Linked DNA regions of Mus musculus: all the other regions are linked to region 1. Evidence: chromatin contacts called from public Hi-C and promoter capture Hi-C data. All regions are on one chromosome and are shown on one strand. The core of a region is the stretch at or near the end of the contact, and the rest is flanking DNA. Distances in the headings are between cores, read along the strand shown.

What was found. Promoter capture Hi-C pulls out the DNA fragments that hold promoters and counts their contacts. Hi-C and Micro-C count contacts between places; a contact is called where the count stands out from the background.
Region 2: a contact with region 1 is called in a promoter capture Hi-C map of neutrophils. The contact joins the promoter of Sdr42e1 here to the promoter of Gcsh in region 1. A contact is called at or near these places in 2 of 39 promoter capture datasets (liver and neutrophils) and 1 of 115 datasets of contacts at active chromatin or transcription factors (bone marrow-derived macrophages).
Region 3: a contact with region 1 is called in a promoter capture Hi-C map of liver, with 2.4 times the contacts expected there. The contact joins the enhancer-like site here to the promoter of Gcsh in region 1. A contact is called at or near these places in 1 of 39 promoter capture datasets (liver) and 2 of 115 datasets of contacts at active chromatin or transcription factors (the 230-238 cell line and bone marrow-derived macrophages).
Region 4: a contact with region 1 is called in a promoter capture Hi-C map of the HPC-7 cell line. The contact joins the enhancer-like site here to the promoter of Gcsh in region 1. A contact is called at or near these places in 12 of 39 promoter capture datasets (the C10 cell line, the HPC-7 cell line, HPC-7-derived erythroid cells and 9 more), 2 of 484 Hi-C or Micro-C datasets (bone marrow-derived macrophages and cortical neurons), 4 of 115 datasets of contacts at active chromatin or transcription factors (bone marrow-derived macrophages, embryonic stem cells, large pre-B cells and 1 more) and 2 of 9 other capture datasets (adipose tissue and liver).
Region 5: a Hi-C map of bone marrow-derived macrophages shows a contact between it and region 1, with 16 read pairs. The contact joins the enhancer-like site here to the promoter of Gcsh in region 1. A contact is called at or near these places in 10 of 39 promoter capture datasets (the 3T3-L1 cell line, the C10 cell line, the HPC-7 cell line and 7 more), 2 of 484 Hi-C or Micro-C datasets (both in bone marrow-derived macrophages), 7 of 115 datasets of contacts at active chromatin or transcription factors (the 230-238 cell line, bone marrow-derived macrophages, embryonic stem cells and 3 more) and 3 of 9 other capture datasets (adipose tissue, liver and macrophages).
Region 6: a contact with region 1 is called in a promoter capture Hi-C map of pre-B cells, with 2.2 times the contacts expected there. The contact joins the enhancer-like site here to the promoter of Gcsh in region 1. A contact is called at or near these places in 1 of 39 promoter capture datasets (pre-B cells), 2 of 115 datasets of contacts at active chromatin or transcription factors (bone marrow-derived macrophages and microglia) and 3 of 9 other capture datasets (adipose tissue, liver and macrophages).

What each region holds. Positions count from the first base shown.
Region 1 is chr8:116,990,981-116,995,343 of GRCm38.p6, forward strand. Gcsh (glycine cleavage system protein H (aminomethyl carrier)) reads right to left here and starts at 2,518. Exons shown (of 5, transcript NM_026572.4): 1 at 2,308-2,518. The coding sequence starts at 2,446.
Region 2 is chr8:117,671,580-117,675,942 of GRCm38.p6, forward strand. Sdr42e1 (short chain dehydrogenase/reductase family 42E, member 1) reads right to left here and starts at 2,110. Exons shown (of 3, transcript NM_001357273.1): 1 at 2,021-2,110. It also overlaps the pseudogene Gm31717.
Region 3 is chr8:117,644,395-117,648,757 of GRCm38.p6, forward strand. No RefSeq gene overlaps it. Among named protein-coding and RNA genes, the nearest start is that of Sdr42e1, 27 kb to the right of the region's middle. Within about 2 kb of position 1,832, at least 27 of the 459 cell types and tissues checked have an H3K27ac peak or open chromatin away from gene starts, as enhancers often do. A contact at or near this core is called in liver, where this site is marked.
Region 4 is chr8:117,575,352-117,579,714 of GRCm38.p6, forward strand. Plcg2 (phospholipase C, gamma 2) reads left to right here. Exons shown (of 33, transcript NM_172285.2): 10 at 2,472-2,573. Among named protein-coding and RNA genes, the nearest start is that of Plcg2, 79 kb to the left of the region's middle. Within about 2 kb of position 1,945, at least 15 of the 459 cell types and tissues checked have an H3K27ac peak or open chromatin away from gene starts, as enhancers often do. A contact at or near this core is called in the HPC-7 cell line, where this site is marked.
Region 5 is chr8:117,548,821-117,553,183 of GRCm38.p6, forward strand. All of the region lies in intron 2 of Plcg2 (phospholipase C, gamma 2), which reads left to right. Among named protein-coding and RNA genes, the nearest start is that of Plcg2, 53 kb to the left of the region's middle. Within about 2 kb of position 1,896, at least 1 of the 459 cell types and tissues checked has an H3K27ac peak or open chromatin away from gene starts, as enhancers often do. A contact at or near this core is called in bone marrow-derived macrophages, where this site is marked.
Region 6 is chr8:117,526,743-117,531,105 of GRCm38.p6, forward strand. The region is part of intron 2 of Plcg2 (phospholipase C, gamma 2); the gene reads left to right. Among named protein-coding and RNA genes, the nearest start is that of Plcg2, 31 kb to the left of the region's middle. Within about 2 kb of position 2,614, at least 37 of the 459 cell types and tissues checked have an H3K27ac peak or open chromatin away from gene starts, as enhancers often do. A contact at or near this core is called in bone marrow-derived macrophages, microglia and pre-B cells, where this site is marked.

The DNA.
Region 1 (4,363 bases), core at 1,268-3,767:
TGGACTGAAACAGGCTTCCTATAAACAATTATAACTTGGCCAAGTTCTTAAAATTCTGCAATTCTTTAAGCCTGTCCTTGAAGAAAGGGCCAAAGCCTTGGCTTCAATTCCCAACCCTGCTAAAAAAAATAAAGGAAAAGGGATTTGGGTCAAAGATGATGCACAGCTATGTGGCTGTGGCTCTCAACTGCCATTCTCTTACAAGTCTAGAACCCCCTGATTACCTTATGACCAACAATCATCACCTCAACACAGCATCTGACCAGGGGCGGACAGTCACAGATCTCTGACCCTTTGCGCTATCCTCGGCCACACCGCTGACAGTGTCGCTGCTCTGCCTCAACTTTGCAGCTTCAGTTTGAGCCAGCAGCATTCTGAGCTCAGCACACCCAGGTCCACTTGCCCTTAAAGTCCATATTGTCCTTTTAGCCCAGGAATGCTACCTAGGCTTAGGCACAGATTACAATTCTCCGTTAACCCTTGACCTCACTGAAGAAAGCAGATTAGGTAAATAATTACTTTCTTCCTAATCCTCGAAAAACACAGTTTGAGACCTGGGGATGTGGCTTTGGGGGATGGGTGCTTGCCTATCACTGTGGTAGCTCTGAGTTCAGTCTCTACCATTGCACAGCTGGGTTTGGTGGTGCTCGGCAGTCCAGTCGCAGCACTGTGGAAGGATCTGAAGTTGTCATCCTCAGCTACACAGGGGTCTCTCCAGCTTCGCAGTGAGAGCAGACCTCAGAGCAGAAACAGACTGGGGGGGGGGGGGGGGGCGGCACACCTAAATCCCAGCACTCAGAGAGGAAGAGGCAGGTAGACTTCTGTGAGTTCTAGGCCAGCCTGATCTACAGAGAGAGAGAGTTCTAGAATAGGGAAGATTACACAGAGAAACCCAGCCTTGAGAAAACAGAAACAAAACCCCACCATGGTTTGGGGCCTCAGAAAATCTGAGCTGAAACTGAAGATACTGCATTCTCAAACACAATAGCTTGCTTAATATGGGTCAGTGGTGCTATCTGGCACTACACACTAATAGTTAATAAAACTATTCACTGCTAATATGTCAAGCTGCAGGTGACAGGACGACTTCCCAGTAACTCTGAGGTAGCTATTGCCTCGCCTCCACTGTTCTAATGCAGGGCACTGGGGTTCTGAGAAGTTGAGAGACTGTGCCCGAGACCACACAGCTCTAAGAGGAAAAACCAGAATTGAATAATGTCTGTGTTTCAACAAGCACAAGGCTCTGCACCCTGCATAATAAGTGTGCACAATTCTGCCAGTTCAAAGAGGGTAAAAATGAAAAGAACCTGAGTAGTTAAGCAGACCGTGGGAATTGACACATTAGGCAATATTTAACCAAATACCTGGAACTCAGTATGTAGCTCCAGCTGCCCTCGGCCTCACAGCGATCCTCCACCTCAGCAGTGCTGACACGGTTACCGGTGGAAGCCACCCACCATGCCTGGTTTGAAACGGACTGCTTATTTGAGCATTTCTTTACCCTTGTACTCCAGTCAATAACGGTCTGGTGTGTGAAAAACTGGAGAAATTTTAGCAAGAAAGGAAGAAACGTGGCACTCCACACCGAGGAATAACGTGATCAACATTTTGAGTTCCACAGATTTCTGACCCACGGCACTCGCTGAGAGCAGCCGTTCCGATTTGTGCTGCCTGAGTAAGGTCTCCACTACTTGCACATAAAACTGTTTCCCAGCTAACTGTGCAAACGCGTACAATGGGCAGGTCTCCCAGCTATTTCCAGTCCGTCAAACCAGGCTCGTTTGAACCCCAGTACACATCAATGACTCAGACGTTAGAACTTTTCCTGCTGTCTGTAGTTCACAGCTAAAGCTTCCTCACTACGCTTGATTTTGCGGGGGGCGGGGGAGAGAGTAAAAAGCTTATTTCTGTTACTCTGACTTTTCATTCATCTGTATATGCATTCTGCTAAATTTTAGTATGTGTTTCTGCTTAACTTCACTTCGCAGTTCCTCGTAAACAAACTGCTGTTAGGTTCCACAGCAAACCTAAGTGCTCCCCACATTTAGGATCTCGGTGCACCTAAAAGCAAGCTCAGCCCGGCACGAGTGGCCGGTTTACCTGCGGGTCCAGCCGTCCTTCCCTCCCAGCTCCACCTTTCTACCCCGGGTTCAAAGTTTGCTCCTGTACTCTCCCGCCTACTTAGGGAGAAAGGCCGCAGAACCAGGATCCCAAGAGCGAGAAGCGTGGGTAGGGCTATAGGTCGGTCCGGCCAGGAGGCTTGGGAGTAGGGCGGGCAGGAGCGGTGACCACGTGCCCTGCACTTACCCGACAGCAAAGCAGATCCGGTGCGCAGTGAGCGGACGGCGGCGGCGCTCGGTACACAGGGCCGCGGCGAGCAGAAGGTCAGGGCGGTGCGCAGGCTGTAGGCCACAACCCGCAAGCTCCTCGACACTTGCAGCGACATGGTCAGAGGTCCGGAGGGTAACTGCGCTTCGCCTCCGCCACCGGGCCGGTGGGGACGGGGTGGGTCCAGAGTAAGCGGAGCACCCAGGCCCGGGGGCGGAGCCCGGGAGAGGCGCGCTCTGATTGGACATCTTGAAGGTTCCACTTCGGATAGGACAACCCGCGCGAGGGGCGTGTGCATGTGGAGGCGCTGAGGCCCGGATGGGGCTGTGTGAGAGGCGCAGATTGGCTGGGCAGGGAGGAGGCGGGGCCTCACTGGAGGGCGGAGAGTAGAATCTTGCGAATAGAAGCTCCAAGTCCGCAATCTAGGAGTTGCCCTGAACTGCATCGCTGCAGGGGCCAGAGAAAGATTCCAGCAAGGATGGTTTTGCTGGGCTAACGCAGTCTCATGCCACTAAGCCAAAAAGTCCTACGGAAGATGAGGTGCCGCCAGGCCCTTAAAGCACACAGTTACGCCTAACTGCACAAGGTCACCCCCATGGGATTCATTTAAGACCGTTCTAGGCATCAAACCCTGTTTCAAAGAAAGAAAGAGGGAGGGAGGGAGGAAAGAAAAAGGACAGAAAGAGAAAAGGGAGCCGGGCGTGGTGGCGCACGCCTTTAATCCCAGCACTCGGGAGGCAGAGGCAGGCGGATTTCCGAGTAAGGAGTTGTCCATCCTCGGAGTTATCAAGTCAGGGACCTCCATTCCTTATGTTCACTGTCAAGGGAAATGGGTTGGCACCACCAAGACAAAACAGGATTTACCCTGAGGTGGCTGCAGATGTCCTTGGAGAGGGAGAGAAGGCTCCCTGAAAAGGCTCAGTGTCCCTTAGCCAAGAGAAAAGCGTAGGATGTACTGGGGGCAGGGAACCCAGAGTCTGTACAGTGGATGAGGGGAAGGGCGGAACAATATATACTAGAAGCTGTACCAGACATTCAAGCCAAACTAGGGCTGCTGGTGGCAAGGAAGTAGCAGTTAGATAAAAACTCTGGTAGATGACAAAGGTGGTGAGCTTCCATGATGGCCAGCTTCATCTACACCCCCCTGAGCTGAGACAAAAGCCCGGTACCTTAAAAACGGGTGGTACCTTTTAAAATGGGCTGTTTCTTCTCCTGCCAGCCCAGCCAGCCTCCTGCTCAGGGACTGGCTCAAGTAGTTCAAGGCCACATCAGGACCGGCTTACACTTGTAGGCCAGCCAGTGATCCTGTCTTTTCTTTAAACTGACCAGCCCTATAGGGAAGACTCTACAGAGCCAGCAAACAAACAAAGCAACCCAACCCTCAAGAAGAGATTCCAGCCTGGTAGCTGCATGCAGCTTTAATCCTAGCACTCAGGGACAGATCTCTGAATTCAATGTCAGCCTGGTCTATAGTGAGTTCCAGAACAGCCAGGGCTATACCAGACAACCAGAGGAACTCTGTCTCCGAAAACCAAAGATAGATAGATAGATAGATAGATAGATAGATAGATAGATAGATGATGGATGGATGGATAGATAGATAGATTAAACATTTATATATATTAAAAAAAGAGAGACAGAGAGACAGCCGGGGCGTGGTGGCGCACACCTTTAATCCCAGCACTTGGGAGGCAGAGGCAGGTGAATTTCTGAGTTCAAGGCCAGCCTGGTCTACAAAGTGAGTTCCAGGACAGCCAGGACTATACAGAGAAACCCTGTCTCGAAAAACCAAAAACCAAAAACAAACAAACAAAAAAAAAACATAGAGGGTTGATATCTGCCCAGTTCTAGTGCTTTAAGGCTTATTATAAATATAAAGGTTTTATGTCTTTTATTTGGGAACTAGCGGATCTATGGTGGGGTAGAAACCCCCAATTAATATTTACCGAAACAATCCGATGCCTCTGCCTCCTGAGTGCTGGGATTAAAGGTGTGTGCCACCAACCACTAATGCTCTTCTGTTCTTTAAACCTAT
Region 2 (4,363 bases), core at 860-3,359, 680 kb after region 1:
TTATGTCACCGAGTGCTCATCACTGATCTAATTTCAGAGCTCACCCTTAGCTATCGTCATCCTCCTCCTCCTTCTTCCTCCTCTTCCTCCCCTTCCTTCTTTTCCTCTCCCTCCTTCTCCCCTTCTTTCCCCTCCTTCTCTTCCTCCTCCTCCTTCTCCTCTTCCTCCTTCCCCTCCTTTTTCTCCCCTTCTTCAATTTTTTATTTTATTATTTCAAAAAAAATGTATGTGCTTGTGTATGTCTATGTGAGTGTCTGCCATGCATGTGTTCACCAGAGCCAGAACAGGGCATTGGATCCCCTGCATCTGGGGTTACAGGGGCTGTGAAACACTGAAATAGGGTTTGGGAGCTGAACCCAGATCCTCTGGAAGCTGAGCCATCTCTTTTCAGGCACAGACATTTGTTGTTATTGTTTGTTTGTTGTTTGTTTTGAGGCAGGGTCTCTCACTGCCTGGATTTATTGATTTGGCTCAGTTAGTTAGGCAGTAATAAGTCTCAGAGATCCATCTGACTCCACCTTCCCAGGGCTAGGATTTCACATACATGCCACTACGGCCAGCATCCATCTCACACTTGCACGACAAACACTTTATGGCAAGTGCGAAGCCATCTTCTCATCCCATGAACATTTTAATAGTCACCATAACCAATCTGTGTTTCAAATCACCATGGAAACTCTATGTGAATGTAGACTCCTGGTCTAGAACAGTCTTCAGGGACAAAGAGCACCTGGTAAACTGGAGCCTAGTGCTCTGGATAGATGAGCATTCCACAGCCTTCTAACTGCCCTCGTCCTCTCTGCTACACTCATGCCTCCTTCTGTCTGGAAGTCAGTATGCCTGACACTCCATCCTACCACCGTGGCATTTCCTGCCATTTCCTAAGTGCCTGGCGCTGCGCTACAATGTGTTTATAAATTATGTCACTTGAGTGCTCATCACTGCCCTAAAAGAGACAATGCTAACCAGTGGGTCCCGTTTTGCATGTGAATAAACTCGGGCCCAGAGACAGAATGATCAACAGCTCCAAGTCCCATAGGGAGTGAGTGGATTACAGGGTTCTATGTATCCACTAGGCCAAGGGACACCTGACTTCATCACTCATGTCCCAACCCCAGCAGTCCCAGAGGGCTGGCCAGAGTCTCTGACCTGAAGCAATAGGTATGGAGCATACACTGATCTGGACTGTGTATCGTTTCACAACCGGCACATTCTGTAATGGCTCAGAAAGGCAAAGGAAGAGCTACCTCATCTATTCCCATGAGGCATTGGGGCATGTGACACAGCATTAAAACTCTTATATAGGGAATCATGAAATTGGGTCCTGGATTTAGATCTACCATCAGCTACTTGTGTGACCCTGGACAGCTTTTTTTTTTCTTCCAGTTTTTTATTAGGTATTTTCTTCATTTACATTTCAAATGCTATCCTGACACCCACTCCTACTTCTTGGCCCTGGTGTTCCCCTGTACTGGGGCATATAAAGTTTGCAAGACCAAATGGCCTCTCTTCCCAATGATGGCCCAACACTATGAACTAACCAGTACCCCAGAGCTCGTGTCTCTAGCTGCATATGTAGCTGAAGATGGCCTGGACAACTTTTTAACCTTGCCTCCTCCTCCCTTAAAATGCAAATCACAGCAACCGTGGTACGCTCGTTTATTACAGGAGTTTTAAAGTTATACCACTGATACTTAAACACAGTTCTGAGGCGGCGGCAATTAGACTCATCCAATTTGGTGATACTTACAACCGTTGTCACCCTCAAGAACCATCCGTCACCTTCAGCAACTATTAGTTATCCTCAGCTGTCATTTGTGACCCTTAACTACCAGCTATCATCATCACCCACTACTTGTCGTTCTCAAATGCCACCTGTTACCCTCAATGGACACTTCAGGCTCCTTTCACCCTCAGCCGGCTCGTCATAAGCCCGGCAAAGTGCGTTTAGGACCGCCCTGCCATCCCAGAATAGGGACCCCGTGGGTGACGACAGCCCTTGCGACCCCAGACCACTCACAGAGGCAGACGACAGCGTGGCTTGTAGAAGCAAGACGAAAGAGCCTCTGGTGCCTTGCTGCCCCCGCTCTAGAGCAAAAGCTGTCAAACTGGCTCCTAAAACCGCTTCCGGGTCTCTCTAGGAAGCCCGGAGGTTCCCTCATCTCTATGATGAGCAAGTGGTTTCTCAGTTTTAAACTGTGCTGAGGCAGTTCCGAGTTTCAGAATCTTTTGAGAGGGTCATCTAGACTCCTCTTCCTACCTTCAGCTTCTGCTTCCAGGCTTCCATCTCTCTGTGTACCTCTATTAATGAGTGCAGAACTGATCGAAGAAGGGGTTTAGCTCAGCCGGTTTCCTTGGATGGGTGGGTGGGCGGATGAATGGACAGACGGGTGGGCAGGTGAGTAGATGGATAGGTGGATGGGTGGGTGGATGGGTATGTGGGCAGATAGAAAAATATATGGGTGGATGGGTATGTGGGTGGGTAGAAAGATGGGTAGGTGGGTGGATGTGTAGGTAAATAGGTATGCGGGTTAAGTATATGGGATGATGGAGAGGTGGTATATGGATAAATAGATGGTGGATAGATGGCTGAGAACATGGATAGATGGGTGTGTGGGTGGATGGATTGATGGACTTCTGGCTGGAGAAAGGATAGACGACAGATGAAGGTCTGTAAGTAAGGGAACAGTCGCTCTCCACGTTTCTTTAAAAATATTTTATTTTAGCTGGGCAGTGGTGATGCACACTTTTAATCCCAGCACTTGGGTGGCAGAGACAGGCAGATTTCTGAGTTCCAGGCCAGCCAGGGCTACACAGAGAAACCCTGTCTCAAAAAACAAAACAAACAAATATATATATATATATATATATATATATATATATATATATATATTATTTATATATATATAATTTTATGTATATGAGTGTTTTGCCTGCACATATGCAACCACATGCCACAGATCTCCTAGAACTGGAGTTACAGGCCAGTTGTGAGCCACCATGTTAAGTGCTGGGATGTAAACCTAGGTCCTCTGCAAGAGCAGGAAGTGCGTTTATCTGCTAAGCCATCTCTCCAGCCCCTCCACTTACTTTTTCAAAGCCTGTTTTTTTCCTGACCTTTGGTTTCTATATGTGGATATGTTTTGTTGTGTTCCTGATTTTGTTTTCCCTGCTCCCTGTTACTATGGCCACTGACTATGTAACAAGCGAAGCCCAACCTTCGTTCCCGAAGGACTTAGAAGCTATGAGGAGAGGAAGCTAGCTTTCTCCTTGTTAGGAACACCATATGCCCTCTCATTAGAGCTGTGGGCTTAAAGAAAGCTGCATAGTATGTGTATATAGCCCAAAGAGACATGTGCCTTATACGGGACCCTGGGTCAGAGAGTTTTGTTCTGGAAACTGGAAAAATGAAGGTTTTTGACTCCAAGTGCTTTCCTTGTTAACAGAACTGGTCCCATATTCAGACTCACTCAAATGGGCTCACATGAATGATGTCATCCACAGCTTGGTTTTCCTCATGTATATACATAAAGTCACAAAGGTAGACACAAGCCCCAGGACATAAAAACAAATGGAGGCCAGAAGAAGAAAGCGAAGATGCTGGTGGGACCCTGACTTTCTTGGCTGCCTGGTCTTCAGCTTCCATCTGGCCGTAGGCCTCAGGAGAGGGAAGATAGGGTTGTATTCAGTGGTCTTTAGGGACAGCTTTTCTGTGGCTCCTTGGGATATTAAAAAAAAAACAAACAAACAAACTTAGAAAAGAAGAAGACGGATGCTCAGGAGCTGGGAGCCCAGCTATGTCCTCTTGAGACCAGCAGCCGTGGAAGAAGGGACCCCTGAGAATTCAATACAGGAGATTGTTTTCCTGTGAGCAATCCCAGGATCCTCCAGGGGATGCCCACATTTCCTGTATGGATAAACACGGAGTGTGCTATATTAAATGTTAATATTATTTTGTCCCCTGAGGACTCTTAGAATATAAACATTTACATCTGAAAGGAAAATTACAGACTTTGTAATTACTCCCCGAGTTCTCACTGCCGGTTAGTAGATTTTGTAAAAGCCCAGATAGGAAATCTATGCTAAAAGTGACCAGAGAAAGAAATTCTCTTAAGCATCGGTTTTCAGGGCAATATGCATTTTATAGGTCATTTAGGAGACAAATGGTGTTGAATGCCAAATTCGGGCCGTGACTTAACTCTTCCTTTTTTTAATTTCATAGAAAACGGAATGAGGTGGGGCATAACCATCTATGAACATTTTATTTATTACACAAATGAGTATTTACAAACTCTGGCTTTACATAATGACCCTTAAAGAGGAAAAGGGAGAAAAAGAAGGTAGGGGTTAGACTCTAGATCAA
Region 3 (4,363 bases), core at 582-3,081, 650 kb after region 1:
GAGTGTAAATGGTCCCAGTTGCTCATTTACAATATGTATGCACAGACTGGCTGAAAGGGTTATGACCCAACACTGTGCTGAGAGGACAAAAAAAAAAAAGAATTCAAAATCAAAATCAATTGTAGTTGAGTAGTTGTGCTCACAACTGACAGAGCAGACTTTCAGACAGACAGTGAGACAGGAAAAGATGGTCACTGAGTTGTGGTCAAGAGAGCAAACCAACAGGATAGCATTACAAGACTATGGATAACTCAATGTTAAAATGATTTGATTTTAAAGTGTGTGTGTGTGTCTGTCTGTCTGTCGGTCTCTGTGTCTCTGTATGAGTGTGTCTGTATGTGTGTATGTGTGTGCAGTGTCCCCAGAGGCCAGAAGAGGGCGTTGGGTCCCCTAAGCTGGAGTTACAGGTGCTTGTGAGTGGCCCAATGTGGATGCTGTACACTGAATTTCAGTCCTCTGCAAGAAGGATAATGTGTTCTCAATGGCTGAGCCAACACTCCAGCCTAAGATCTAAGATTATATGTATGTAGTATGTATGTATGTATGTATGTATGTATGTATGTATGTATAAACACAGGTAGACCTACAGACAAGCTCCCGTAAATGATACTTGGGCATTTACATCCTATCCTTACTAATGGATTCACTATTCAAACCCTTTCAAAAGAGCAACAAAGAAGCATAAATTATTCTATAGGTCAAAGCACTCAACCGAAATGCATAGAACACTCTATCCAGCAGCCGCAGAGTGGGGATTCTTTTAAGTAGCACATGGAACCTGCTCCAAAGTGGAGCATGTATTAAATCACAAAGCAAAACACTCACACCGTGGAGCCCTCAGAGACCTGCCGGGAACAGGACTTCTGCGAGGCGTGATCTCCATCCTTACCAGGGCTGGCCCTCAACAAAACTGCACTTCCTAAATTAGCAGAATAACGAGAGCCATCAGCACAATGGGAAAGACAGTGTGTTGCTTAGAGCTGTCACGTTGATTTTTCCAGGGACAGCCATTGGAAGGAAGAGCTACCTAGAGACCGACATTCAAATTACATGCTCAGCTCCGAGGAAACGGAAAAACAAAATATTTACCATTAAGAAACGAAAACAAATAGTGCTTTGGGAGTTAGGAGTGCCTACTTTACTAAAACACAAACGTCCACTCGAATGCATTGAAAATGTCTTAAAAAAAAAAAACATGGAAATGCTCTCTGGGTTGCTGGCTGAACTATATATAGCACCTATGAGCAATCTTGCTATGACCTCAGTGTTGATACTGGGAGTTTTATCAATGTAGCATTGTGTGACACAATCTGTATCAATATTTATTCTTCTGCAAAATGGCTGCTTATGGGAGGAATTTGCCCAAATGGTCACAGTCTGATAGATGGCTGTTATTCTTTGTTTGTTATAGATACAGTCAGAAACTGGGCGCCTGGGTTTCACCCTGTGTCTTTCCTCGTATTTATCTGTGTTTCATGAAGTACATCCTTTTAGACTGCCCCACATCAGAAGACCCACTCTCCAACCAGCCAGTCGGTCTAGTTGCTGGCAACCTCAGAGAATCACTGACAAAGGTAACACTTTCTTTAGCAAGGGAAATTCTACACACAGTGATGGCTGAATACTATTGCAATCCAGAATTTAGGGTTTCTTAGTGCATTCTACTATAAATATACAAAATAGGTCTTCTCCCCTCAAAGCTGGTTTATAGTTATACCAATTTTAATTTTTATATGTGTATGAGTGTTTTGTGTGCATGTATGTAGGAATGCCACATGCATGCAGTGCCTATAGAGGCCAGAAGAGGGCAATAGATCCCCAGAACTGCTGTGAGTTGCCTTGGTGTTGGGGACCAAACTTGGCTTCTCTGTAAGAGCTGACAGTGCTCCTATCCACTGAGCCATCTCTCTAGGCCCTGAATTTATACTGTTAAAAAACATTCTCTCATTTGGGCACGCAATATATGTCACAGCAGGTTGAAAGGCCGGTACCTCTGCCTTCATTTTATATCCCACCATTGCTGTTTTTAACTCTGAGTGCAAGACAGGTTACTTACTGGCTGGGTGGTGGTGTTTACAAGACAACTGGTAGGAGCTATCTCATCTTATCTCTCTTCAAGGCCAAAGGTACCTAGACACACAGAGGTGGGGCCCGGGGAGGGGCAGGGAAGGGTTTCAGAGGCATCTAAGGTCTCCAGTCCTGAGCCAGAAGTCACCCCGGATTACAGGAACAACAGCCACATGTCAGGCTACCCTCTAAAAGAGGGCAGATATCGCTGGTGGGGAGGTGTGCCCTGGAGCAGGGCCTAGAAGCTTGTGTTTTTTAGCTTGCTCCATCCAAAGAGGACAGTGATAACCCGTTCAACAACCTTGCAGAGGCAGAACTGAGGTACAGAGCAAGCCAGCTCACACCTCAATCTGCAGTGCTTTGTCACGCACAGCTCTTGCACCCCGCCCTAGTTTGTCTACTATTTAAACGGAAAGTTCAGGTCAGTTCCCCGAAGATAGGCTTGGGGGGCCGGGAGGGGGGTGTCACTGGACCCCATTCTCAGTTGTTCTACTCAACGTGGCCACATTGGTTAAACTTCCCTGTTCTGTTCCTTCATTAGTTGGGACATATTGGGATGGACAGATGGCTGAGCCCAGTCCACAGGACCCCACCCCCACCCCCGAGCTTGTACCTTTGCGCTAAAATTCCAGTAGTGGGGTTGGGGGGGGGGCGGACACAGAGTTCCAGAAAGTTGCTCAGGTGAAGCCAGAGCCTTACAGACAGACACACATCCTAAACAGGTGAACGACCTGGAATGTCTGTCTCTCTGCATCTTCCACAAACCCTTAAGGTGCCATAGCCAGGGGCTATCTGGAGGTGGGTCCTATGGGCTGAATTTGTGCTGCTCCTGAGCCACGATGTTCCATACCTTCTCAGTTTTAGACTCATGGATATTTCGCAGTACTGCCTTGGCAGGTGGGGTGACCGGGACATAAACACCTGAGAGGTGCAGACTGCTTCATGGGAAGGAATTGGAGGGTGCTGCTACCGAGAATCAGCCTTCTGAGACCAGGTATATGAAACGCCCTGTGTGGCTCTGGAGGCATGCCAGGGCTGAGGACAGCAGGAAACAGATTGTTTGATACCCATGTCTTTTCCTAGAACAAAATTTTGGGTTCCTTTGTCTCCTTATCCCTTCCCTGGGGGAGATCTGGGGATCCACTGGAACTCTGGCTATACCCAGCTCTTCACCCCCGCTCCCCCAAATCCCCAACCAGCTATACACACTACAGAAAACCACAACCAAATGAAATGCAGAACTGTGGAGTCCAGTCACAACGGACACATCTTTGAAAACACTCCCACACCTAAGGTTCACGGAACATCAGGATGGGAAGCCCAGAAAGACTCAGAGTCAGAGGATCAGGGGATATGCTGTGATATTGTGTCCCCTGGTGATATTAGAAGCTACACCCAAAGTCTCACCAACATGACCGTCTAAATGCATGCCGAACAAGGTCTATGCCAACGGACAAGCCCAAGGGGACAGGAGAGAGCCCAAGAGGCCTCAGTCGTACATGAAGAGCTACAGGCACCTGAAGGAAATTAGGAGTGAGAGACATGACTTTCCCCGCGGAAGAGCACGCCGATTGGTTGCCCAGTGCCAAATACTCAATCCTGAAAACAGACAAATAACAGTGCACAGTCTAAGCAGGTCATAGTTCAGAATAAATATGTATATGGATGTAATAACAATAAAAGAGAGGCCATAGATTTAAAGGAGAGTGGGGAGGGGTTGCATGGGAGGGTTTGAAGGAAGGGAAGGGAGAAATGTACTTGTATTATAATCTCAAAAATAAAAAGATTAAAAAAATGAAGGAGAAAAAAGAGAAAGGTTAGGGGTCAGGGTATAGTGGTGCTCTCCTGTGATCCAGCACTTGGGAGGTAGAGGCAGTAGGATTGGGAGTTCAAGGACACCCTCAGCTGCCTAAGCCAGCTTGAGGCCAGCCTGGGCTATGTGAGACCTTGTCTTAAAGCCAACCAACCAATCAACCAAAGAATAAGGGACAAAAACTCCCTGTTGGGCAGGTCTCCAGACAGGCACATTGACGAAAGCTTTGAGGTCTCACTCCTGTCTGGTTACTCTCACAGGAGCAGCAGAGAGGAGAAATACAGGTCTCCTGATACTGCCCGTCAGTCACCTGCACAGGCACACACTGCCTGTCAAGGTGTTCATTGCCGACAAGCCTGGTCATGAGTCCTGCAGGAGGGAGCTGTGTTTACTTGCCCAATAGAACTTTTGGATGTGGACTGAAGTCTAATTAGAGGACAAAGGCTTTAGTCTACCACCATGGCCAGCCTCAAAATCACAGCT
Region 4 (4,363 bases), core at 695-3,194, 580 kb after region 1:
ACTAAGTTGCTCAAACTGCCATTGAACTCCCTCTTTAGCCCAGGCTGGCCTTGAATTCCTTCTATAGCCCAGGCTGGCCTTGAACTTGCTGTCCTCCTGGCTCAGCTTCCTGAATAGCTGATACAACCATTCTGTACCTTCACACTCTATGTTTGGGCTCTATCATAGTATAGTGATAGAAAGGGACTAGTGATCAGAGAGGGACATTTACCACAAGGTTAACAGCCTGAGGTTGGGCAGTGGCAGCTGCTGGCTCGGGGTGCTGGGCATGCATACCACGCCTGACAGCATGGAACACTGAATGCAGGTGATGGAGGAGAGAGGTTCTGTTTGCTTAGCCTGAGTGAGCTCTTAAGACCCAAGGATGTTAAACACAGTGGGCAGTGAATTCTGTTGGGCAGTCTGAGGACGGCTTGCTGGGACTGCTAAAAGCTTTCCTCCTACCACTAGTGTCCTAGCGATCAGATTTTAGGTTGTTGGGCTTGGTGGCAGGTACCTTTACCCTCAGGCCACCTTACCATCCCACATTTGAACCCCTAGCATCTTGGGATTCTAAACTTCTTTAGGAAGATCCTGGTCTCTGCCCAGCCAGAAAGCAGCCTCCAGTTCTATTAGCAAGTGCTCATGTCTTTTGATAAACGCGTGTGCTTTGCAGGGGAAGGAGAGAAGGGCCATTCAGGCCCTTTGAGGTACCCAGGGAGCCAAGGTGTTTGCACTAAGCATCCTGCACTTGTGGTGTTGCTTCTTGGTTCTCCCCCCACCTCCACCCCCACAGCCGAGGACGGAACCCCGGGCTAGTGCTCTACCACTGAGCTAAATCCTGAACCCCATGCTCTATGCTGTTAACAACCTTCCATTCAGGGAACTCACAGCCTGCTGGCTATTTTGGTGTCTGTGGTCTGGGGAGACTTGTTAGCTAGCCACAGTCCTGTGTTGCTGAAGTAGGGCCTCACCATCCTGTTTCAGTCTGTCTTTGGGCTTTTGTTCTTTCTGACACACCCCCGTCCCCGTCCCCCCACCCCCACCCCACCCCGTGTCCCTTCCTACCCAATCACACATTCATCTCAGACACAAGGAGAGACACTGGGGAATGTCTGAAACCCAGAAGGCATTGGCCAGCATCGGGTCTGTGGTATCGTTCATCTTGTTGCCTGTGGATATTTGAGGTTTCGGAGAATGTAGCAGAAGAAAGGTCACTGCATGCTGTGGTTTTTTATTAAGGAAATGTTTCTGGAATGTCCAGCATTGTACTGAATCTGCTAGTGGGGCTGGATTTGTCTATCGGGGTGGCTCTGCCTGGCTGACCCCTGGGGGAGGGGATGCGAGGTGTCCATCTCAGTTCTTTTGCCCAGGTTGAGTGATTTGGAAATTGACCCTGGTTCTCATGAGCTCTGGAGACCTGGGATCGTCTTGAAGTCATCCTGAGCCTGTGTGTCCTCTTCTCTATGTGACAGTGACATCATATGGCTTGCAGGGTGGGGCAGGTTAGAGGACCATACGGGGACGAGGCTGTTAGAATAAACTACCAGAAACTGGAGGCTTCCTGCAGCGAAGAACACTGCACTAAGCACACAACTGACTTCATGTGGTCCTGTTTCCAAACCTGCGCGGTGTATAACTTTTGGGACCCTCCTTTCATGGATGAGGCTGTATAAAGAAGACACGTGACTTGTCACCTTGGCTGAGCCAGGGGAGACACCCCAGTAGGCTGGCTATACTGTATAGTTACTTTTCTCGTTGCTGTGACCAGAAGAAACTATTTCAACTGGGCAGGCTTTATTCTGGCTTAGACTTAGAGGGGCTATAGCCCATCATATTTGGGAAGAGATGGCAGCCTGTGGGAACAGCACAGTGACAGGAATCGGAGCTGGTCACATGGCCTCTCTCGTCAGGAACAGGAAGTGGGGCTGGACTATAAAACCTCAAAGCCCACCCCTAGCGACCTACTTCCCCTAGCAAGCCTCTTATCTCTGGAAGGTTCCACAGCCTTTCCAGACAATGCCATGACCTGGTAACCCAGGTGTTCAAACACATGAACCCGTGTGTGTGTGTGTGTGTGTTGGGGGGGGCGGCATTTCATAATTAAACTGTTAACACTGGCATAGTCCACCACAGTCCCTGGCTGTTTCATACTGACACCCGTGGCCTAGTGCTCTGAGTTCTTAGCAGATCATAGTCTGTCGTTACTTTTATTGATAAAGTTTCATTGCAATACAGCTATGCTCATTTTCCTGTATTTGGTCTGTGGCTGCGTTCACACGGTGGTGACTGCTGAGTGAGGATAGCGGGTGACCCATGCAGAAGGCATCTGCTCGCCCCTGGCAAAGACCATGCCAGGATGGAGCCTTATTTATGTGGCTCTGAATGACATAGGTTTGACATTGGGTCCAGTCTTTGATCACCTTGACTAGGTCCTGAGGAGGACCTTGCCTGTCCTTTGGTGACTTTGTGTTATCTTCGACATCTTTAAGGAGCTATGGGCTCAGGATCTGAACAAAGTCCGGGAGCGGATGACCAAGTTTATCGACGACACAATGAGAGAGACCGCAGAGCCCTTCTTATTTGTGGATGAGGTGAGTGGGCTGGGGCATGTCACGTGAGCAGGACTTCCTTTATCCCTTCCCCTCGGAAGGTGTCACTGTCAGGTGTCCGGGGGACTGACTCCGTGTAAGGAGTGGTTTTCCCAGGGTGGGGATTAATCCTGCTTTTCATTTTCCTGATTCTTACCTGGGTGGGATTACCTGTTTCGCCACTAGAGGGCGTTCGCCATCAGGGAGAAGCCAACTGAACTTGACAAATGTTTGATGGTTGTGTGAGCCATTTATAGAGGACACTTCTTTTTACAGGTGGCCGGGGAGGATCAGAAGGGACATGGCTTGTCACTTGCTCGCTGGGGCTGTTTATGGCAGTAAAATGTACCTCTGAGCCAGTCGGTGTTTCTGATTTATTATTATTATTATTTAAATGCTAGGAGTGGGTAGATGGGAAAGTCCCTGGGCCCCTTCTCGGCCTCCTTGTTTTTGCCATGGTAGGAACTGAACCCAGGACCTTCTGCATGCTAGGCAGGGGTTCTACCACAGACCTATAACAGTGGGACTCTTTGTAATGTTTATTTTGTCCCTCCACCCGGCCCCCAGGAGGTCAGAGGACAGACAGCCTTAAGTGTAGGTCCTAGTATGCATCCTTATTTGAAGCAGGGTCTCTTTATGCTGGGCTCCCAGACCTTGGAGCTTCTGGGGTTTTCCCCATCTCCATTTTACATCACAGTAGAGGAACCATGAAGCCATCTCTCCAGCCCTCTTCTCTTTTCTTATTATTTATTTATTTATTTATTTATTTATTTATTTTAAAGCTTCCAGGAGTTGGGACAGGAAACTCTGTCCCTTTCTCTCTGTTTCCCTTTTATCTTCAGTTTTTTTTTTTTTTTTTAAAACCTGAGGCTTTGTACCCATTAGCCAATCACTCTACCACTGAGCTAATCCCCAGCCCTCCTTTTCTTTTTGCTTTGAGGCAGGTTCTCAGTAATTTGTCCAGGCTAGACCTGAACTCCCTGTAGCCCAGACAAGCCTTGACTCTGATCCTCCTGAGTATCTGGGATGACATAGCTGAGCCCCTAGGCCTGGTGTCTTTCCACCCTTTGATGTTCTCATATCCAGAGTGCTCTGTCTCCAAAGCTGTGCTGGACTCGCAGAGGCTTAGTCGCTGATACAATGTAACGCTTCGGTGTGGGCAGCTGGAGCTCTGACAGCAGCAGACATTTGGGATACACGTTAAAAAGGGAAATGGTGGGTAGGTCCAGGAGGTGCTTATGTTGATACGGGGTGTCTAAGTTAGGGTTTTACTGCTGTGAGTAGACACCACCACCAAGGCAGCTCTTGTAAGGACAACATTTAAAATTGGGGCTGGCTTACAGCTTCAGAGATTCAGTCCATTATCACCAAGGCAGGAACATGGCAGTGTCCAGGCAGGAATGATGCAGGCAGAGCTGAGAGTTCTATATCTTCATCTGAAGGGTGCTGGTGGAAGACTGACTTCAGGGCAGCTAGACTGTCTTAAGGCTACACCAACAGACACACACCCACTCTAACAAGGCCACACGCACTCCAACAGGGCCACTCTCACTCCAACAAGGCCACACCCACTCCAACAGGGCCACTCCCAATCCAACAAGGCCACACCCACTCCAACAGGGCTATGCCTCCTAATAGTGCCACTTCCTGTGCCAGCCATATATAAACCATCACAAGAAGGATGGCTGCAATCAGAGCCATTTGTACTGAAACCTCGAGAAACCGATGTCTGGGGACCATCTATAAGTTTCACAGGTCAGAGCCGCCTTGCCTGGCTGCTCAGGTGCCAGCTA
Region 5 (4,363 bases), core at 646-3,145, 560 kb after region 1:
CCAGCACAGACAATGACCCCTGACCATTCTGCCCCATATCCTTCCCATTAGTGGTATTTGTTGTCAGGAAACTGGGGTGGGTGGGTGGGTGGGTGGAGAGTCTGTTGTCTTCTTGTGCTGTTTCAGATACATGTACAAATATGGCTCTTTCTCTTTGGCTGAACTGAATATATTTGTGTGTGTGTGTATGTGTGTGTATATGTATGTATGTGTGGTGTGTGTATGTGTGTGTGCATGTGTATGTGTGATGTGTGTATGTATGTGTGATTTGTGTGTGCATGTGTGTGTGTGTGTGGGTGTATGTGTGCTGTGTGTGTGTATATGTGTGTGTATGTGTGTGTATGTGTGATATGTGATGTGTGTGTATGTGTGTGTGCATATGTATGTGTGATGTGTATGTGTGATGTGTGTATGTGTGATGTGTGTGTATATGTGTGTATATGTGTGTGTATGTGCATGTGTGTGTATGTGTATGTATGTGTGGTGTGTGTATGTGTGTGTGCATGTGTATGTGTGCTGTGTGTAAGTATGTGTGTATATGTGTGTGTATGTGTGTGTGTATGTGTGATATGTGATGTGTGTGTATGTGTGTGTGCATATGTATGTGTGTAGTGTATGTGTGATGTGTGTGTATATGTATGTGTGCATGTGTATGTGTGTGTATATGTGTATGTGTGATGTGTGTGTATATGTGTGTGTGTGCATGTGTATGTGTGTGTATATGTGTGTGTGTATGGGTGATGTGTGTGTATGTGTCTCGTTTGGCCCATGAACTCCAAGGACTTGTCTTTATCCCCCAGGGCCAGCCTTACAGCCACACCCAGCTTTTATGTAGGTGCTGGGCATCTAAGCTCTGCTCCTCATGCTTGCATAGCAAGCACATTACCCATTGAGCCATCTCCCTGGCCCTGGAATCTAAAACATTTCTGAGAACACGAAGGAAGGCCCGTTTGTGGGGCTAGCAATATATTCTGTCATATTCATGACACAAAGGCTATAGGATTGTCACTTAATCTGGGCATCCCAACCAGTTTCCTAAGCACTGCGTAGCACTCAGAGCAGACTCTTTTAGTCTCCTTCCCCATCCTACCCTGCCCCCCAGTTACAGAGCATTTACTCAAAGAATACCACTTTTTTTTTTTTTTATGCTGTAGTGATGTAATGGCTGAGGATGTGTTATGATTTGAATGGGAAGAGCCCTTCTCCACAGACTCATGTATTGAAGGCCTGGTTCCTAGCTGGTGGTATTCTTTTGGAAGGTTCTAGAAACTTTAGGAGGTAGGAACTAGCTAGAATGTTCCTGGAGTATACCCTTTGGAGTTATATCTTGCCTGGGCCTCTTGTTCATCTGTCTGTCCACCCATCCGTCCATCCGTCCGTCCATCCGTCCGTCCATCCGTCCGTCCATCCGTCCGTCTGTCCGTCCATCTGTCTGTCTGTCTGTGTCCCTTTCCCCTAAATCCTTCTCCTGGCTGAACTCTGCTCTGACACCCCATATCCATCACGAGGGAGTAAAACTTGCAACTGGGAGCCAAAATAAACTATTCTTCCCTAGGGTGTTTATGTGAGGTGTTGTACAGCTGCACCTATCCAGTGTGGTGTGTGCGACATGGTGTAGAGGTGGTGGGGAGATGGCTCATTCGAGAAGTGCTTGCTGGGTAAGCAGGTGGACCGGAGTGTGGATCCCCAGTGTTCACATAGAATCTGAACACAGAATAAGTAGCTGTAACCACAGAGCCGGAGGGGCAGAGGCAGACTGATGCGTGGGGCTCACTGGCTGCCGGTCTAGCTGAATTGGTGAGCTTTCGGGAGAGATTGTTGAGTGGTTAAGAGTACTGGCTTCTTTTAAAGAGGATCTGGGTTGGGTTCCTGGCATGCACATGGTCACTCCCAACTTCCTGAACTCCAGTTTCAGGGCATCCTCTTCTGGCCTTCACGGGCACTGCATGCATGTGGTACACAGGCATACAGGTAAAATAAAAGTAAGTTTAAAAAGTAAAGTGGAGGGCTAGAGAGATGGACTGAGAGGGTAAAGGTTTTTGCTCCCAGTTCTGACAACCTGAATTTTATCTCTGGGACTCACAGGGGGAGAGTTGACATGCACAAGTTGTTCTTAGGTTTGACATGTATGCTGAGACACTCGTGTGAACATACACACACACACACACACACACACACACACACACACACACACACAAAACAAACAGACAGACAGACAGACAAACAAATGTTTAAAAAGCAAGATGGAAAGCAATAGAGGAAGAGACCCAGTGTTGACCTCTGGCCTTTGTGCTCACTAGTTTGTCCAAGGGAACCCTCCATGTACACACACAATCATGTACATAGTCATATAACACACATACACACACTCATGGTAGAATTGGTAGAATGCTGAGTTACCATGTTCTTCTGTGTGTAGTCTGCTTTGCATTGTCATGGAAACAGTAATGAAGTAATCTGTTGAAGCAGTAACTGAAGCTCAGCTCTGTTAGTGTGGTACCAGGCTTTTGAGCTGTCAGCATTAGGTGTCAGAAGGGACCCCATTGAGGGGGGGTTCCAGGTTTTACACATGATGCTCTTCACCATGCAGAGCGGTGGGCGTGCTCTTCTCTTGCTGCTGACCAATGCAAGCCTTTGCTGTTTGTGTGCCGTTTGTGTCGTGTTGGTGCCTGTACTTGAACACCTTACAGGAGGTCTGAGGTCTGGATGGCGCATTTTGGGCAGACGGTAGTGTTGATATCCGGAAAGCAAGAACCTAACGTGTTGGTTTGGAGGTCAGAGGACAAGCTTGTAGGGGTCAGCTCTCTCCTACCATTGTGTAGGTTCTGGGGGTTGGACCCAGGTCATTGGCCTTTACCCACTGAGCCATCTTGCTGGCCCTATACTGTGTTATTATTTATTCATTATTATTATTTATTAGGTATTTTCTTCATTTACATTTCCAATGCTATCCAAAATATTCATTATTTTTTAATGATTCCTGAGTATTGTTCAATTGTATTAAGAATTTAAGAATGGCATATGTTGCAGAGGATGGCCTTGTCATGCAACAATGGGAGGAGAGGTCCTTGGTCCTATGAAGGCTCTATAGAAGCCCCAGTGTAGGGGAACTGAGGGCAAGGAGGTGGGAGTGATGGGTAGGTGGGTGGAGGAACACCCTCATAGAAGCAGGAGGAGGGAGGATGGAATAGGGGGTTTTAGGGGATGGGAAAGGGGATAACATTTGAAATGTAAATAAAGAAAATATCCAATAAAAAAAAAGGGAGAGAAAGAAAAGAAAAGAAAATGACTCCGCAAGATTGGATTGTAAGCCTGGTGGTGGTGCCTCCAGGTTCCTGCCCTGTTTAAGTTCCTGTCCTGACCTCCTCCCATGATGAGCAATAATATGGAAGTGTAAGCCAAATAAACCCTTTTCTCCCCCACCCAAAAGAATTTAAGAATGGATAGGAAACATACATATAAGTTTCTACACTTAGTCTAAACTCCATTAGGAGCTGTTAGGTACAGATATACACCTGCGATCTCAGCGTGTGGGAGGCTGAGGCAGGAGGTTTATGAGCTCGAGGCCAGTCGGTTACACATCAAGATCCTATCTCAATCCCGCTAGCCACCTCCCTGAAGATGATTAGATGCTGTCTTAGTTGGGAACACTACACACACACACACACACACACACACACACACACTCACACACACACAAACACACACACAAGTTCTGAGTGATGTTATCACTTTCATATCTGGGGAAACAGAGGCAAGCAGAGTGAAATTGCTACCTGAAGCTACCCCGCTGATGGGGAGGTTGCAAGACAAACCCAGGCTGGCTGGCTCAGAGTCCCTCAGCCTGAACACCAGCCATATCATGTCTTGTGAGTTGGATGAACCCAGGACTGTGGAGTCTGTCTACCCAACTCTAGGTTCTTTTCCTAGCCTTAGGTCATATGGTACCTATGTTGCTCTGTGCCTGAGGTGGTAGGATTATCACCCTGTGGGATGAGCCTGCTTATTACAGGGTTCCTGCTGGGCATGTCACTAGAGATGCCACACCAACATCTCAGCTTTGCAGATGATCATGTCTTAACGGCACACTCTCATAGATGGAGAGGGCCTTTTCTCTTCCTGGGAGCTCTTGGTCACTGAATGGCGATGAGCAGAGAGGAGAACACCTCAGCTACCCATGGACTTCACCTGCTGCTCATCCATAGACTCCGGAAGTGTCAGTCACGGATGTGAAGGGCTTGGTGATGCAGCCTCCAGGCCTGGGAAGTGTGACCTTCAACCTGTGGGGCCTGGGCTTGAAGTCTTCTGCTATCCCAGCATCCCCAAGGGTCTGATGGATGGAGAACTAGTTCCTAGCCCTCAA
Region 6 (4,363 bases), core at 1,364-3,863, 540 kb after region 1:
GGGGACACCTATCTGCCGACGTGACGTGGTGCTCTATGTGTTCAGCAAGGGTTATGTTTCCAGAAGCCTCTGCGGGCCTGAGGAGAGCCAGGCCAGAGCCAACTAGCCAGGAACACCCTTCCTTAGATGTGGGAGGCTTGGCCGGCGCTGTGGGTAGAGGAAATGTTTAGAATGGGTTGTGTGAGGATGGCCCCTTGCCTTGAGTTTCCAAGGAAACTCTGGGCTGCCCAAACCATCTCTCTGGCTCAGGGGAGCACTGACAAGAAGAGGAGCGTTATGGGAGTGAGTGTTTAAGTGGCTTTTTGCTGGTGAAACACTTAATTCTTTTTTTTTCCTTCCCATTTTCATATATATGTGTGTTGTATGTGAGTATGTGTGAGTCCACACGTGTGTAGGCATGTGCACATGTGTGTGTAAGTTCATGCAGGGGTCCAGAGTTGGTGCTGAGAATTGCTCTCAGCTATAGGCTAGCTAACGGGAGTGAGGCTGCCTTCCCCCTTGCTGGGGAGCACCCCAGGATCTGAAGACACACTCATGAAGGAGTTTGGGAACACCACCATTCCCGCCTATAAAACGGGGCACAATGTGAACCCCACTTTATCAGATTGCTGTGGGGACGGAGTAAGTTAAGATCTGAGGGACCAGATTGTGCACAGCCCTGGTGCACATGCTAACTGTGTGGCAGCTGGCGACAGTGGCATAATGGTTTTTAATCTATGGCCGTGCAGTAAACCACCCCAAACTGTAATGGAGGCTGTAGAGAAACCAGGCCTTTAAGGTAACCAGTAAGGGCTGCGAGCAGGGCAATGACACACTCAGCTCCTTGCTGCCAGGGGATCGAGGCAGCCTGACTACTGTCATATTGCATGGCCCACACATTATCAGAGCCTCGCTCCTCCACCCTGCCACATAGCCCCATTCCTCTACTTTGATCACGCAGCACATATTAACTAAGCCTGCTTCCTGTGATGTAAGGTCTCCCCTTCACTCAGGGGAGACCTTGAAAAGCAGGCACCCAGGCAGAAATTCTCCTCTAGAGGCCTCCTTATGGACTCTTGTAGACACCCGGAAATCTCTTGCCCGAGAGATGGTTTGATTCAGCATCTCTTGCTCTCAAACTCCCTCCCTTCTTCTGCCCTAAAACCAGACAGGAGGATGTGCGAACGAGCATCATGTTGGAGCTGCCAACCTGGAGTTTTGCAGCCTTCGGGGATGGCTCTGTGGCTTCCTCTGGGTCCCGGGTTCTGGGCAGTCACTGCCTGTTCTGGGATGGCTGGAGTTTGTTTTCAGATGGGCCCTGATGTTCTAATGGGCTTGGTGAGGCTTTGCTAGCTGTTATACACCCTGCCTGTGCTGGGCTGGCCCTCCAGACTTTCATTTGAGCCCCAGGAAGTGGCTGTGTAGAGAAAAGCACAGAGGAGGGTGGGGGAGCTATGGGTCACTGGTGCGCAAAACCCCAAAATAGATCATCTTCTAAGTCGCCAAGCCCGGGGGGGCGGGGAGGGGGCAGCCGCAGATGCTTTACATAATCTCCTACCCAGAAGGAAAGGGTTTTTCTTTTCTTTTTTTTTTTTTTGTTTTTTGTTTATTTGTTTGTTTGTTTTGTTTTTTTGAACAAAAGAATCCCCAAGGAACTTGAAAATATCCCGGTGTTTGGTTCAGAGCATCACAAAATGAGAGCCAGAGAGGCTCAGGTTCAAATCCCCAACCTACCATTTGCAAGCCGTGTGACTTGGTCTGAGCCACAATGATGAAGAAGATGAGAGCAGACCTTCCAGTATGTATGAAGCGCAGCTTACGTTGTATTTGATACATGGTGGATAGGCTGTGTGGAGTTTCCCTGTCTCTCTTCCATTTTCTTTTCTCCTCTCCTCTTGGTCCTGGACTTGTACTTGGTTCCTGGTAGCTTCATCATTGCGGCTGGCAGGGAGGAGATGGGACAAATATCTCCTCTCTTGCAGGCCACTGGCCTGGGAGGGAAGGTTGCAGGCATGAATAGTCACTTCTGTAACCTCCTCCCCCAGACCCCCAAAACCTGTGAGCCTGAGATGCTCCTTGGCTCAGGCTGTGCGTACAGGCAAGTGAGGCTCACTGAGCGGGGAGAGGCTCCTGAGCTATGAAGGTAGATCCAGTGTGCTCAAGAGGCCTGGTGACAAGCAGATCAGGTGAGCCATGGCATAGGGACAGGAAGAGAGGGTGGAGTGGGTACAGAATGGGACTGTGTATCAAGGAATCTGGGCTAGGTTTGTAGCTCAGCACAGTGCTTGTCTTACACATATAAAGAAAAGAAGGACCAGACTATGGGTCTCCTGAGCCTCAGGGAGTAGCCAGGCTCCGAGCGCCCCTGATTTCAGCCCAACAAGAAGCCATAGGGTATGTGGGACTTTGTGGTAGTGTGGAGAGGCAGAGACAGGGTGCTGAGGTTGTTCAGTGCTTGCTAGGTAACTCAATTGCTGGTCAAATCTTGGTATTTCTGCACCATACCCCCCCGACTTGAACAGTCTATTCTCTGAGGCCCAAGTGTCTGGTGTTCTGAAGCTAATCCTGTAGGCAGGCTTGTATGGCCACGTAGCAGAGTCCTGTGGTTAAGCTAGCACCTGCTGCAGAACTGTTTCTTTGAGCTGGTGGCAGGCTCTATATTAGCCAGGTTCTACATTGTTCTGTCTGCCACCAGCTGCCTTACCCAGCCGGGGTCAGGGTCAGGGTGAGCTGAGGGTAGGGGTGTGGAGAGGGTGCTCTTGGGGTAATGTCTCGTTTTTTTTTTTTCCCCTCTGTGGTATGAGCTTCAAGTTGTAAAGTTCTTGCCGAGTGTGGTGACAAATGTAATCCCAACACCCAGGGACTTTGAGGCCAGCATGGGCCCCAGGTTAGTCTGGGCTACAGAAGAAGACCTAGTTTTAAAAAGAAGGGTTGGGGCTGGGGAGGAGATGGCTCAGTAGGCAAGGTGCTCACATTGGAAGTGTCAGGACTGGGATTTAGATCGATAGCACTTTCATACATGCTGAGCAGCGGATGAGTGTGGTGGTCTGCCTGTAATTCCTGGGCTCAGAGGTGGAGAGAGGTCCTCAATGCAAGCTGCTGGCTAGACTAGCTGTCCTTGCAAGCTCTGTGTTCAACTGAAAGATCCTGCCTCAGTGAATAAGGTGTGGAGTGACAGAGGAAAATGCCTAACATCTGGCGTCCTTGCACACACACACACACACACACACACACACACACACACACACACTATACATATATGCAAAAGAACAGGAGGGAAGGTCTGGGGATCTCAGTGGGTGAAGTGTTTGTTATCCAAGCATGAGAACCTGAGCTCAGATCCCAACACCCACATAAAAAAGCCCGCCACGGTGTCACAGGTCTATAAGCACAGTACTGAGGGATTAGAGACAGAAGGATTCTCGGGGTGTGCTGGTGAGCCAGGCTATCTGAATGAGTGAGCTCCAGGTTCAATAAGAGAGCTTATCTCAGAAACTGATGTGGGGAGTGGCAGATAAAACCAGTGAAAGTGAGCCTTTGGCTGCTTCACACTTATGTGTAAGCAGGTTCTTGTGCACACACAGGCATATACTACATATACTTAGACATATTAGCATACAAGATACATATACATATATATATATCACACACACACACATATATAAATCAAACTAGAAAAGCTGTTATTTCTGCTTTCTTGGGGGTGGGAGCCTTTGAAAGTCCATCAACTTCTGCAGAAGAGGCAATCCTAGGCTTGGTAGGACACTTCAGGCCTGGCTCTTTGCTGTGACTGCATTTGGCTGGGTCATGACCCTCTTGTATGTGTCTTACATGCCATACATTAGGTACTAGAATTAAAGAGTAAAGCCACAGCTGAGGGGACATCCCACGTCGGGGGCATCCCATTTATTGCCACCTGGTGTCCTTTACTCTCCTTGTCCTTTCTCATGACACCACCTTCATTGGTGAACACCGACTCCCAAGGGTCATGCATTTGGGATTAAGGAGGATGTCCTGAGCTGGGGCGAGATGGACCTGGATGAAGAAAAGAAATTCAAAGATGTTGGCTCTGAACATGGCAAAAGTAGCCATGGGACAAAGAAGGAGAAACACTGTCCTTGCTTCAAAAGACATCAGACAGATTACAGTGTTTGAATCCCTCTCTCAAGTGATCTTAGATAAGGCTTATAGCTTTGTTCTTGCTGCTTTTGAGCCTAGCCTGGTCTTAAACTCACTATGTAGCTGAGGTTGACCTTGAACCTCTGATCCTCCTGTCTGCTGGGATTATAGGTGTAAGTGCCTACACCTGGTGTGTGCAGGGCTGGGGATTGAACCCAAGGCCATTCGTGAGTGCTAGGCAAGCACTCTACCAACTGAGCTATAT